Linked DNA regions of Mus musculus: region 2 is linked to region 1. A link is a contact called in public promoter capture Hi-C data. All regions are on one chromosome and are shown on one strand. Each heading gives the region's core, a stretch centred on a gene start, on an enhancer-like site or on the middle of the called end of the contact. The rest is flanking DNA. Distances are from core to core; before and after follow the strand shown. Region 1 holds the start of Angptl2 (angiopoietin-like 2). Region 2 overlaps Mapkap1 (mitogen-activated protein kinase associated protein 1).

The links. Promoter capture Hi-C pulls out the DNA fragments that hold promoters and counts their contacts.
Region 2: a promoter capture Hi-C map of liver shows a contact between it and region 1, with 2.6 times the contacts expected there. The contact joins the enhancer-like site here to the promoter of Angptl2 in region 1. A contact is called at or near these places in 3 of 39 promoter capture datasets (liver and pre-B cells), 1 of 115 datasets of contacts at active chromatin or transcription factors (pancreatic cancer cells) and 1 of 9 other capture datasets (embryonic stem cells).

Annotation. Positions count from the first base shown.
Region 1 is chr2:33,213,345-33,219,056 of GRCm38.p6, forward strand. It overlaps Angptl2 (angiopoietin-like 2), which reads left to right and starts at 2,617. Exons shown (of 5, transcript NM_011923.4): 1 at 2,617-3,109. All of the region lies in intron 8 of Ralgps1 (Ral GEF with PH domain and SH3 binding motif 1), which reads right to left.
Region 2 is chr2:34,542,673-34,548,384 of GRCm38.p6, forward strand. The region is part of intron 7 of Mapkap1 (mitogen-activated protein kinase associated protein 1); the gene reads left to right. Among named protein-coding and RNA genes, the nearest start is that of Gm34178, 30 kb to the right of the region's middle. Within about 2 kb of position 2,154, at least 19 of the 459 cell types and tissues checked have an H3K27ac peak or open chromatin away from gene starts, as enhancers often do. A contact at or near this core is called in liver and pancreatic cancer cells, where this site is marked.

The sequences.
Region 1 (5,712 bases), core at 1,367-3,866:
TCTGGTGGTTTTGACATTGTTGGAGCTTTGGGTTATGCAAACAGCAGTACCACGATAACCCACATGCGTGAGCTACACGGTCACCAGAGGACGTGGTAGTCCTGGAGACTCCTTTGCCATCAGGTAAGTCCTATGAGCTACCCCGTCTTTCTCACCAAATGGCTCAAGCACAGCCTCCAGTTTCAGATGCCCAGCCTGTGGCTCCAGCAGCAGACTCCTCAACACTGGCCTTTTACTGAGACACTACCAGCCATGTACTGCTAAAAGCCTGTGACTAGATCCTTGGGACTTAATCCCACCTCTCTAACAGAGCCTCATCTCTCCTCAACCAAAACGTTCTCTCGGCTCCACTAAAAGAACACCTCATGGCTGGGTATGGTGGTGTGTGTCTGTAATTCCACCACTAAGGAGGCTTAGGTAGGAGGATTTTGAGTTTGTGGCCAGCCAATGTAATAGTATCCAGACTCAAACAAAACAAAATACAAGAGCACCATATAACTGTTCTTGCCCCAGTGTCTTCTCCAGTTACTTCTGTGGTCTAACAAATGACATCAAAACTCAAATAGTCTATAACTATTCCATTAAGCTGTGAGCCAGGAATTCAGATGTGCCACAGTGGGATGGTTTCTCTCTCTCCTTCAGAGCCAGGACCCTGACAGGGAGACTGTATGCTTGAGAGTAAAGTATAGGTGAGGTAATTCAGTAGCTAGAGGCTGGAACCATCTGGAGGCGACGTTGCATACATGCCAGTGGAGGCAGTACTATCTACCATGTGCTACGAACCCTCAATTTCTCAGGCTCTGGCTTGCTCAAGGCTCTATGAGGCGGTGTCCCAGTGGACAGAGCAGATGTCACCTGGCCTTTAAGTAACCACCTGTTCTCTGGCCTTGGACATCAGGTTCCTTCATTTCATGGTACTGGAGTTACCAGTACAAATTGGTACCACACACAGACTTGTAAGGATGGAGAATGGATACTACCTCTCAATGGGAGGAGTGTCAGAATCTCCTGGTAATCTGGGGCATGTTGGGACTATCTTTGAAGAAGCAACTATAGCACTTTCACCTATTCCACCTAGCCCTGACTATCCCCCACCCCCCACTTGATTGCCTAGTGGGTCTGAGCCATCCTATGGAATTGGGCTTAGAGATTTCATCCGGCAGCTGGCCCTGGCTGCTGCATCTCCCTGTAAGATTCACCCTCAGCACGCAGCAGTTTTCTCCCAGCCCAACTGTTTGCTGTCAGAGGACGGGGGCTTTGGCTAATAGTAGCATCTTCATAAACACATCCTAGAAATGCGAGGAAGATAAGTGAAAGGGGACAGCCTCTCAATGTGCTGTATGACCACGCTGCGGAATATGGTGACTCACTTCCAAATAAGTGGTGTTCAGCCACAGGACCCGGACCAGGTCCTAGGCAGAAAGCAGAGCGGTGCTCATCACTCCCTGGTAGAAAAAGACTTCCTGCCCAGCCCAGATCAGCTCTCTGGCTAATGGTGTCCCTTAAGGTCTGTAGTTTCTTCTAGGAACAGAAGAAATTGACAGAAGAGGGAAGGGGCTAAGTAGGCTGAGGAGAAGCAGAAAAAATAATTTGTTTCCTGAATAAAAGGTGGCAGTCTCAGGAGAGGGAGCCACAGTGGGTCTGTCTCCTTAGAGATCAGGAAAATATCCCATGTTGACTTGCTGTAAGAGAGGGCCACTAAAGTTTCCTCTTAGTTCGTACCTAAATGTTACCACCACCACTAACACTTTTCAAAGAAGAGACATCACTAATATCAAGCAGTGGGTGAGCCTGTGCATGGGACTTGGGGTCTCCCCCTCTCTACACCCCTGCAGGATGCCAGTGGCCTTCTACTGCCAGCTCAACAGACCTGATGCATCTGAAGGATGTGGCCTAGGCACCAAGGCCCTGTCCTTCTCTACTCGGAGCCACCAGTCTTAGCGCTCACTCCACTCTCTTGACCATTCACAACTGACAGCTCCCAGGGACTCTACCACGTGTTCACCCAAGTCACAGCTGAGAACTAAGGCTGGCAGGGTCACATAGCAGGGGCTTTGGATTTAAGTCCAGCCCACCTGCCCACCTGGCACACCGTCCTTGATCCTGTAACCGGACCTTCCCAGGTGACCTTGGTGAACCTGGCAGTGTTGCTGGAATGTGGCTCACTTATGCTGTAGAGAAGGAAGCTCAGGGAGTGGCAAACAGTCTTCCTCTAGTTTCCCAACCCAGTCATGGTACTTTCACTGTCCTACCCCACTGCCACATTAGCAGTGCCTTCTGCAGGGATGAAGTGGTTTGGAAAGAAGATGCTGAACACTTAGTAAGGCAATCCACAGAAAGAGTGAGCAGGGCTCCCTGGCCTCCCAAGCAGCTGCTTGCACAGCCGCAGCTGCTCAAGTCCGTTACCCGAGTCCAGTGGAAGCGCTTTGCCTACACAGGGCACCCCAGCAACGTCAGCCTTCAGGGAGTGGAGCAGGCTGGTGAGCCAGGAGCAGAGCTGGCCAGCCTTCCTGTGCCAAAGAAGGAGGGGGCCCCGCCCAGGCCGCCAAAGCAGGCAGGAGGGGCTGGGCCAGCTGGGGCTGGAGCTAGTGTGACATCACCAGGCGGCCCGCCCCTGTCTGGAGCTGAGGGGAGGCCCAGAGCTTTTCTGGGGCCTGGGGGATCCTCTTGCACTGGTGGGCGGAGAGAAGTGCCTGCAGCCAACCAGGGTCAGGCTGTGCTCACAGTTTCCTCTGGCGGCACGTAAAGGCTCCACAAAGGACCTGGGAGTTCAACTGAGGCTGCTGCTGTCGGCCTGGGGATGGACCCCAAGCCCTGAGTGGTGTTGTTGGACCCAGGACCTGCAAGAAGCATGCACTAAGGCAGCTGCGGACCACACTGTGAGGGAGAGCAGGTTGGGAGCAGCCCCGGTGACACCAGAGCCAGCCTCATCCCTAGGAGCTTCAGAGAGCATAGACTGCTGCCAGCTGAGGCCAGTGAGGCAGGGCTGCTCGGCGGCCAGTCCAGCCTGAGACTCGGGACCTCTCCTGGAGGCCACGGCCAGGCTGTGCTGCTGATGGCACCGTGAGGCATGTGAAGCGCTGCTCCAGGGCCAAGCAGGAGAGAAGAGGTAAGGGGTCAGCTCTCAACTGCAGCAGCCAGGGGAAGAGGGGCTTGAGACGGGCAACCCTGACTCCTCCAGCTTCCGTGTGCAGCTGGACCCCACAGGGGTCAAACCTTGCTTTTGCTCAGAGCTGAATCAAGCATCTGACCAGGCAGAGGACTGTGAATACTTGGGCAGGGTGGTGTAGAGGCACAAGCACACTGGGCTGGGATGTTGAGGACTTCATCGGTGAGCTCCACTCACCTCTTTCAGACAAAGAGCCTCTGGGGTGAGCCGGTTTGGCTGTCGGACACAGGCTGGTAGCCGGGTATGTGCATGTGTGTAGGTGCGGATTTGAAAGGGCAGCAGGCTGAGAGTCGCAGGGCAGTGTAGGACTGGGCAAGTTGTGTTCAAGCTCCGGACTCCTGCACACCCAGCCAGCTAGAGTTATGCTACAGCAGAAGCAGATGTAATGCGGACCTGAGGCAGTGGGGGCCTCAGTTCAGAAAGTGCCCTGGGCCAGGCAGCACGAGCTGCCAGCGTGCCAGGAGCAGAGGCGTCCTGTGCGGGACAGAACATGTCACCCACAAGTTTCTGTCGGTAGGACTGGGGCAAAGTGCTGCCCTGACTTTCCCTCTGCGCCCAAGGATACAGTAGATGGATCCCAGGTCTCCAGCCAGCAGGATGTGGCTGAGAGACTGTGGAGGACCTGCTTTCTGAACAGCCTAGTGAGGGGACACAGCAGGCGCCACATACAGAGTCAGTCCCTTGAAAGCAAGCGCTTCAGCATGAGATAACATTTCCAAACAGAAATTCTCTGCTGATCCCTCCCCTCTCCCTGTGACATCCGTGTCACGGGTCAGCTATTGCCTCTGCTGTGGGATTAGGAGAGTTCCCAGAGGCCAGTGTTGTTACTCAGAAAAAGATCCCTTTGAGGAAGACTGAGAACACAAGTTCCAAAGCTAGCTCAGTGCTCTCCACATGGGTTCTTCCAAGTACAGGCCTAGTATGGCAGCGATTATGAGCTGGCTCCTGTCTGAACTCTGTTAAGTGGCAGATCACAGCTTTTCTAAACCTCAGTTTCCTGATCTGTGAAAAAGAGGGCTGAGAGCCCAGCTCAGCAACAGCCCAGCAGACACCTGCAGCAACCCCACAACACACATCTAACTACCTCCATCTCCCAGATGAGGAAGCCTGGCATGTGACTTCAGGGTTTCTTCAAGTCACACATCACTCACTGCTCTCCAGGGGTGGCGCACGAGATGTGTTCAGAGTCTCTAAAGCCCTGGTTACCAGTTATTAGAGCCCAACCATCAGCATGCCCAGAGGGAAGAACCAGTACCCCAACTCTTGCCCTGACCTGGATACATTCTCTAAAGCAGCGGTTCTTAAGCTGTGGGTTGCAACCACATCAGATATCCTACATATCAGATATTTGCATTACAATTCATAACAGTAGCAAAATTACAGTTAAGAAGTAGCAATGAAATAGCTTTATGGTTGGGGGGGCAGTCACCACAACATGAGGATTAAAGGGTATTAAAATAACTTTATTTTATATTTTATTTATCACATATATTATTCATATATTTATATTTAAATATAAAATAATAAAAGAGTATTAAAATGTATTAAAGATACTTTGCATCTTGGACTGGGCTTGAGCCACCTGTAGCATTTCTACATCCTAGAAGTATATTGTAAGAAAACATACAACTAGACCAAAACTTCTAACACCACTCTCCCAGGCAGGATGCTATCCTGCATCACCCTTGGGATCTGCCTACTGGCATCCCTGTCAGAGCCACAGGGATAGGAAAATGGAGCTTCCTTGGTCCCGCAAGAGGGCCACCGGCTGCACCTGTTGCAGAGGGACAAGCAGAGAACAGACTCCAGCAAGCCTGGCCGTGGTAACTACTGCCACACAACACCAGCGTATCTGAGCCCAGGGACAGAGGTTTCCTGAGTTCCTGGTGGCATTTGGAAAGTGGCTGTGAAGTACATGCTTCCAACTCAGGCTTCTGGGGTGGGTGACACTGAAGGTTTCCTACTGCAGTGTGAACCTGGTGGCTTTCTGGCCTCTGCAAAGGTTCTGCCTAACTCTGTGAATCTGGCTAAGACATACAGATTACCACTGGGCAAGGGGAACACAGCGGAAAGAGATAGGTGGACGGCATGTAGGAGTCTAGCGACTCATGCCCAGCATGGCTGTGGGCTCACAGGCAAGAACCCCACAACAGTTGCCCACTGGGCTTGGTGAGCAGGCACTCCATCTTACTCCATCCTTACTCCTACCCTAGAAAATGGGTTCCTGTTTCAGATGAAGGAATAAAGAAAGCTAACTTGCCCAAGCTAACAGCTATGTGATCCATAGGCTTTGAACCTAGTACTGTGTTTCCAAAGCCCACTCCCCCTTCCATTGTACTCCACTACTCCACACGGCATCCTGACCTCTCTGTCCTGATGCCGCCCTATGGCCCTCCCTGGCTGTCAAGTCTGCTTTTGCTGACCTTAATCCCTCCAAGAACAGTGTGCTTCCCTGGCGTCCCTGCTGCCTTCTCTGCAGGGACCCACATCTGCAGCGTGGGGAGTGGAGCTGCGCGGTCCACACTGTTCCCACCCTGCGTGTG
Region 2 (5,712 bases), core at 904-3,403, 1.3 Mb after region 1:
CAGGAAGCACCTTTACCTGCTAAGCCATCTTGTTAGCCCTTATTCTCCTAGTTGCTTGTGTATTGGGTTCTTTAAGAGAGGATCTCACTGTGTAACTCTGGCTGGCCTGGAACTCACTGTGTAGACCAAGCTGGCCAGGGGCTCATAAGAAGTCCACCTGCCTCTGCCTGCTGAGATGAAAGGCATGTGATACAATGCCTTCCTTTAATTAATCACTTCCATCCATCAGTCCCCCTCATGATACGTGAGAGGTGTATGTGTGATATCAAATGTGTGTATGATCTAATGTCTGTTTATAATTCCAATTAAATGTATTTAACCTAACATTTAAGTTATTTGGATTATTTCTAACTTTTCAATATACAAAACATGAAGCAAACAGTCCTGTATAACTATTTATTGCAGATTTGTGCCAGATAAGGGATTTCTTGTCAATGATTGAAGGCAGAGGGGGTGGCTCAGTGGGTAAAATGCCTGCCACACACCCATGAGGACCTAAGTTCAAATCACATGAAAGTTGGACATGGTTATATACCTGTATAACTCTAGTACTGGACAGGACGATTCCTGGAGCTCACCTAGCTGCCTTCAGTGAAAAGCCATCTCACAGATGAGAGCCATGAGGCAGATATCAGATACTGACCACTGGCTTCCATATCTCCCGCACATATGAAGAGAGACAGATCATCTCTAGAGCAGCTGTTACACAGCCCCACCACTCCTGAAGTATGTACCTGCTAAGTACCTGCTCCCAGGGCTTACCAACATTGTATTCTACCAGTCTTTCAGCTTTTCCAAACTGGTAGACAGACAGCTGCTAGTGTCTCATTTTACTTTCTTTATCTGAGTCTTCAGTGTAGTTAAGTATTTTCAAATGTGCTTGTTAGCCATTTGTCTTTCTAAAAGATGCTACCACTTAGGATGGACAGTAAGCTCTTTTAAGGGGAAAAGGCATTTTAAGAAGTCTGACTTGAGTAACGTGTAAAATGTATCCTATAGTGCAAAATCAGGTTTTCCCCGCCTGCCGTCTCTCTTTCTCTCTCTCTCAGCAGGCAGGTGACAAGGAGCGTGTGCACATACAGCCAAGCCGGGCAGCTTTCCTTGTTTGCCTGCTGGCCATTTGATCCACTCACAAAGCTTCAGTGCTCAGAGGATCTGTGGTGATTTACCAGAACTCAGTTCAGTTCCTTTGAGACCTTGTACTACTTCCTTCCTTCCTCATCAAAGCTATCGTAAAACAGATTTTCAATGAAATGCTTATTTAATACCTCTTTTCCGTCTGGTATATGTACTAGCACTTGGAAAGTGCATCATACACTGGAACTCAGAAATGTAGACAAAACTGTCACCCCTGAACAGGTTTCTTTTGGGAAGGCATGTCTGAGGACATGGCTGGCAGCATTACAAACAGCACTGGTACCAAGGGCAACTGTAGGGGGCTAATGGAGACCCTGCATCATTCCTTGCCATGTGCCTGGTGAGAAAACTCCTACAAGTTTCTGGGAATGGCAGCAAGTGGGGAGAGGCTGCAACCAACAATCAGTGTCACAAAGTGGGGATGACTAATTTGCCGAGGAGGCCGTTGAGACGGATGTTTAATTAGCTGAAGTCAGAGTGGATAAATTGGGAGAGGACTGCCTATGCAGAGAGGTGCCTTTTCCCACAGCTCTCATTTAACTGGGTGTTTTTTTTTTCTTTTTTACCTCATTACTGTTTTCTATTTCAAAGCAGCATCTTTAAATTAGGGGGAAAGAAGTAGAGAGGAAGTACCAACAAAATGACTTTGATGTCCATTGGAAACTTAATAGTATTCCCAGCATTTTTATGTTTAATCTCTACACAAGACCTTGTGACCTGGGCTGTATCCTGTTTTGCTTTTATGGTTGTGAATGCCATGAATGGGGAATATGTGTGCACACCTGTGTGTGTGTGTGTGTGTGTGTGTGTGTGTGTGTGTGTGTGTGTGTGTGTGTGTGTATGTATGTAAACACACCTGCACAATTCGTGAGTATTGATAACAGGTAACAGATAAAATTAGATTTTTAAGTTCTGTGTAATATTTCTCAACCACAGAATTTCCTCACTGTGAAAGGCTGTTGAAAGCTTTCTAGGCTAAGGGAAATAGATTGTGTGTTGACAGTCCACGTGAGGTCAGGAGCTGGGCTGCACAAGCACAGGTGAGCAAGCGGCACTTGTGAAGTTTATTTATCCCACTGTGTGCAGATTGTGCCTAAAAGTAAAAATAGAATTGTAAACATTGAATCCTAGTTAGCCATTTAACTACAGGGTGTTCTAAATATGCTGGTATCTGTCTCCTGGTTCAAATGCATTCGAAAAGATGGGAGTGGGGTAAATACTTGCTGGAGCAAATGGGGTCAAGTGTTAGGTATGGAATGTGGCAGTAGGTACCTGAATTTTTTGTGTACAGTTGTCAGCTTTTCAGGGCTACCAAAGTTAATAATAAAATGGAGGGTGGGGAGCTGGAGAGGTGACTCAGTGGTCAAAGCATGTAGCCCGTAAGCCCAGGGAGCGCAGCCGTGTAAAAGGCTAGATGCTCACTGCACACGCCGCTCCGCCCAGCGCCGGGAGGCAGACAGGCAGAGCTCAAGAACAGGCTGCTTAGTTGGTCTAGACAAAACAGTCAGTTTCTGGGGTAGTGGGAGACTTTCAAGCCAATAAGACAGAAAGCAGCACGGGAAGATACCCAGTAGTGTGGGATATTTTATTTTTCTATACATAATATGTTAAATAACATTTGAGGTCATGGTTTCCTTCTTTCATTTACCCGTGGCTTTAACTTTCCATGTAAAGTTACAGATTGATAATAATTATTACCACTTACATCAGCACTTTTCAAACACATATTTTAGTTGGCTGTTAGTTTCATTTTATATATGGAGTGACACTAGAGCTAAGAGAGGCTACACAGTAGTAATGAATAACCTGAGACCTAAACTCATGGGTCCCTGTATTGTCCTGTTCACGACTACAAGGTGTGTCCTCAGTACTGGGTTCATTTCAGGACACATAGCTAGCTCAGTGGAGACATGTGTACACCCCTCCCCTAGAAAGATCAATCTGCTTCCTTCTAGAATGGGAGTGTGATGCTGTAGGAAAAACCTAGACTTTGGAAATAAATCACCCTGAGTCCTCAGCAGCACCTCTGATAAGCTGTAAAATGAGACAAGTCATGAACCCCTTGCAGCCTCAGTCACAGGCTCTGAAAAGGTTGTAGGATTGCCGGGTGCTTATAAGATATTTAATCTATACAGAGAACTCAGTGGAAGTCACGTGTTGTCATCACCCTTGGGCCTAAGTTTCTCTGGAGGTGTTGCTTTACTTTGTTTCCATTCATTGACCTGGCTTTTGCCTATAACTTTATGTTTCCAGCAAGTTAAGTCTGTAGGAAACTTAATGTGATATAGAAGGAGCCTTGTATTGCACTTGAACTTGAGGCTGCTGGAAGCACCGTTTCCAAGAAACAGCTGCTTTCCTAACAAGGATGCCCATGCCATGATAGAGGAGGATTGATATCACAAGACTCCTTTGTCACACAGCTTATGTCATCAGCTTCCTGTGCCAGAGAGTCTGGAGGTAAAGCCAGCAGAAGGGTGCTGCCAAGGAACTTACTTATTTACAAGTGGCATTTGCATGTTTCTGTGGTAGAGAGAGGTTTAGCACTTTGCTGCTGCTTCTCAGGAACGGCTGCATGAAGAGGATATCATGAGAATGACTGTAGGATTACTACAAGCAAAGAGGCTCGGGGTGCTGTGTCTGTCTCTGGGAAGAGTATGAGTCTTACCCCACCCAGCACAAGCAGAAGACCCTTTCTACAGGCATGCCAGCCTTCTGTGGATCCTCTTGCCAGCTGGAAGAATTCTTCCTCTGCCAAGATTGTGTTAGCTACTTTGCATAAAACCACTCCTTTACAAGAGTTAGCCCACCCCAGCAGACTTCTCCGAGACCAGCCAAGCATCCTCCACAGTGTTCCACTGCTTGCAGAGGCCTGACACAAGAGCCATTTTCCTCCATAAGCAGCTCAGAAGGAAGTTTTCAGCAGCTGCAATATGACAGCAGAGCTCTTCCTTTTCGGTCAGTTGCAGCTGAAAGAACTTTCTACCATGTACCTGTGATTGCTGTGGAAAGGTGTGTCCTCAGTACTGGGTTCGTTTCAGGACACATAGCTAGCTCAGTGGAGACATGTGTACACCCCTCCCCTAGAAAGATCAATCTACTTCCTTCTAGAATAGGAGTGTGATGCTGTAGGGGAAAAGAAGCTGATATCCCAACACTTGAGAGAGAGGAGCAAAAGGATAAGGACTTCAGTGCCAGCCTGGGCTCTGTGAGTCTCAGAAACCCAAGCAAGAGCTAGTCAGTGAGGCTGTCTTTTTCTTATTGTGATAATGTCTAGAGACAACGATAGTTTAAATTCAGGCCAACAGCATTGGGTTTGCACCAGGAGGCAGCTATCATCCACACCTGCCTCTGTGACTCCCTAGGTCACAGGATGAAGTGTGGGGGTGCCATTTTGTCATCAAACTAGTTTTCCACAGGGAAAGCCAGTGAGATCCAAGTAAAGCTCTAGTGCTGGAGGAACTAGAGTGGCCTTGGGGCTCTTCAGTATTCCTAGAGACTGTCACTACTAAGTCAAAGGAATACCAGACCATAGCAAAATGTGAGTGTGCTGGGTTTTCCCCTGTACTACATTTAATAGTGGAACAATATGAATTAAGATGAATTACAATTTAAGTAAAACAAACAAACGCACTGAAGGGTCACACAGATTTTTCAAGCATCAGTTGTCAAAAGCATCCTTAGTGCTCAGTAAGTATTCCAGCAGCCTCTGCTGTGCTGGGCAGCATGGGAAGAAGAGAGTAAAGCAACAAGATGTAAGGACAGTGGTTCTTGCTTGTAGCTTCACGTGTCCGTCTGTGTTTCTCTAGCGTCAGTCGTGCCCTTACTTTCTCTTTGTTTCCATGAGCCCCCTGTCCTGTCCACCAGCACTGGACCAGGCAGTAGGAGCTGGGCAGACTCCCAAAGAGTGAGTGACTCTGCCTGGCTCAGTGGCTGGGAAGGTTGGCAGGTCTCAGAGCCTCAGCCTTGTAGCATCTTGGCTTTGCAGCAGCAGATCTGGAACTGACACTGGCAACCTGATAATCTTGCCAGATGTTGATGACTACCTTTCTAAAGACAAGTATGATCAGATCCTTTTCCTTTGTCAGAGGGATGTTGAACTTAAGTAAATTAATTGTGAACAATAATGATTTCCTTTTGGTTTGCCAGAACTTTGGTTGGCCCAGAGGTGGTGACTGATGCATTTTGTAAAATCAACTAAAACGCTGTCTCATGACCTGCAGCCTTTTCACTGGCTGCTGGCCCAGGCCACCCTTTGTTTGTTTGTTTGTTTGTTTTTTAAGATTTTTATTTATCTTATTATGTATGTGAGTACACTGTAGCTGTCTTCAGACACACCAGAAGAGGGCATCAGATCTCATTACAAATGGTTGTGAGCCACTATGTGGTTGCTGGGAATTGAACTCAGGACCTCTGGAAGAGCAGTCAGTGCTCTTAACAGCTGAGCCATCTCTCCAGCCCATCGGGCCACTATTTGTTTAGGAACAATTCATTGCATTTTCGTTGTGAGAGACTAAGTTATTTCACAGTTGAAACATTAAGTGAACACTTAAATATCTTCAAATCAAAAGGCTATTC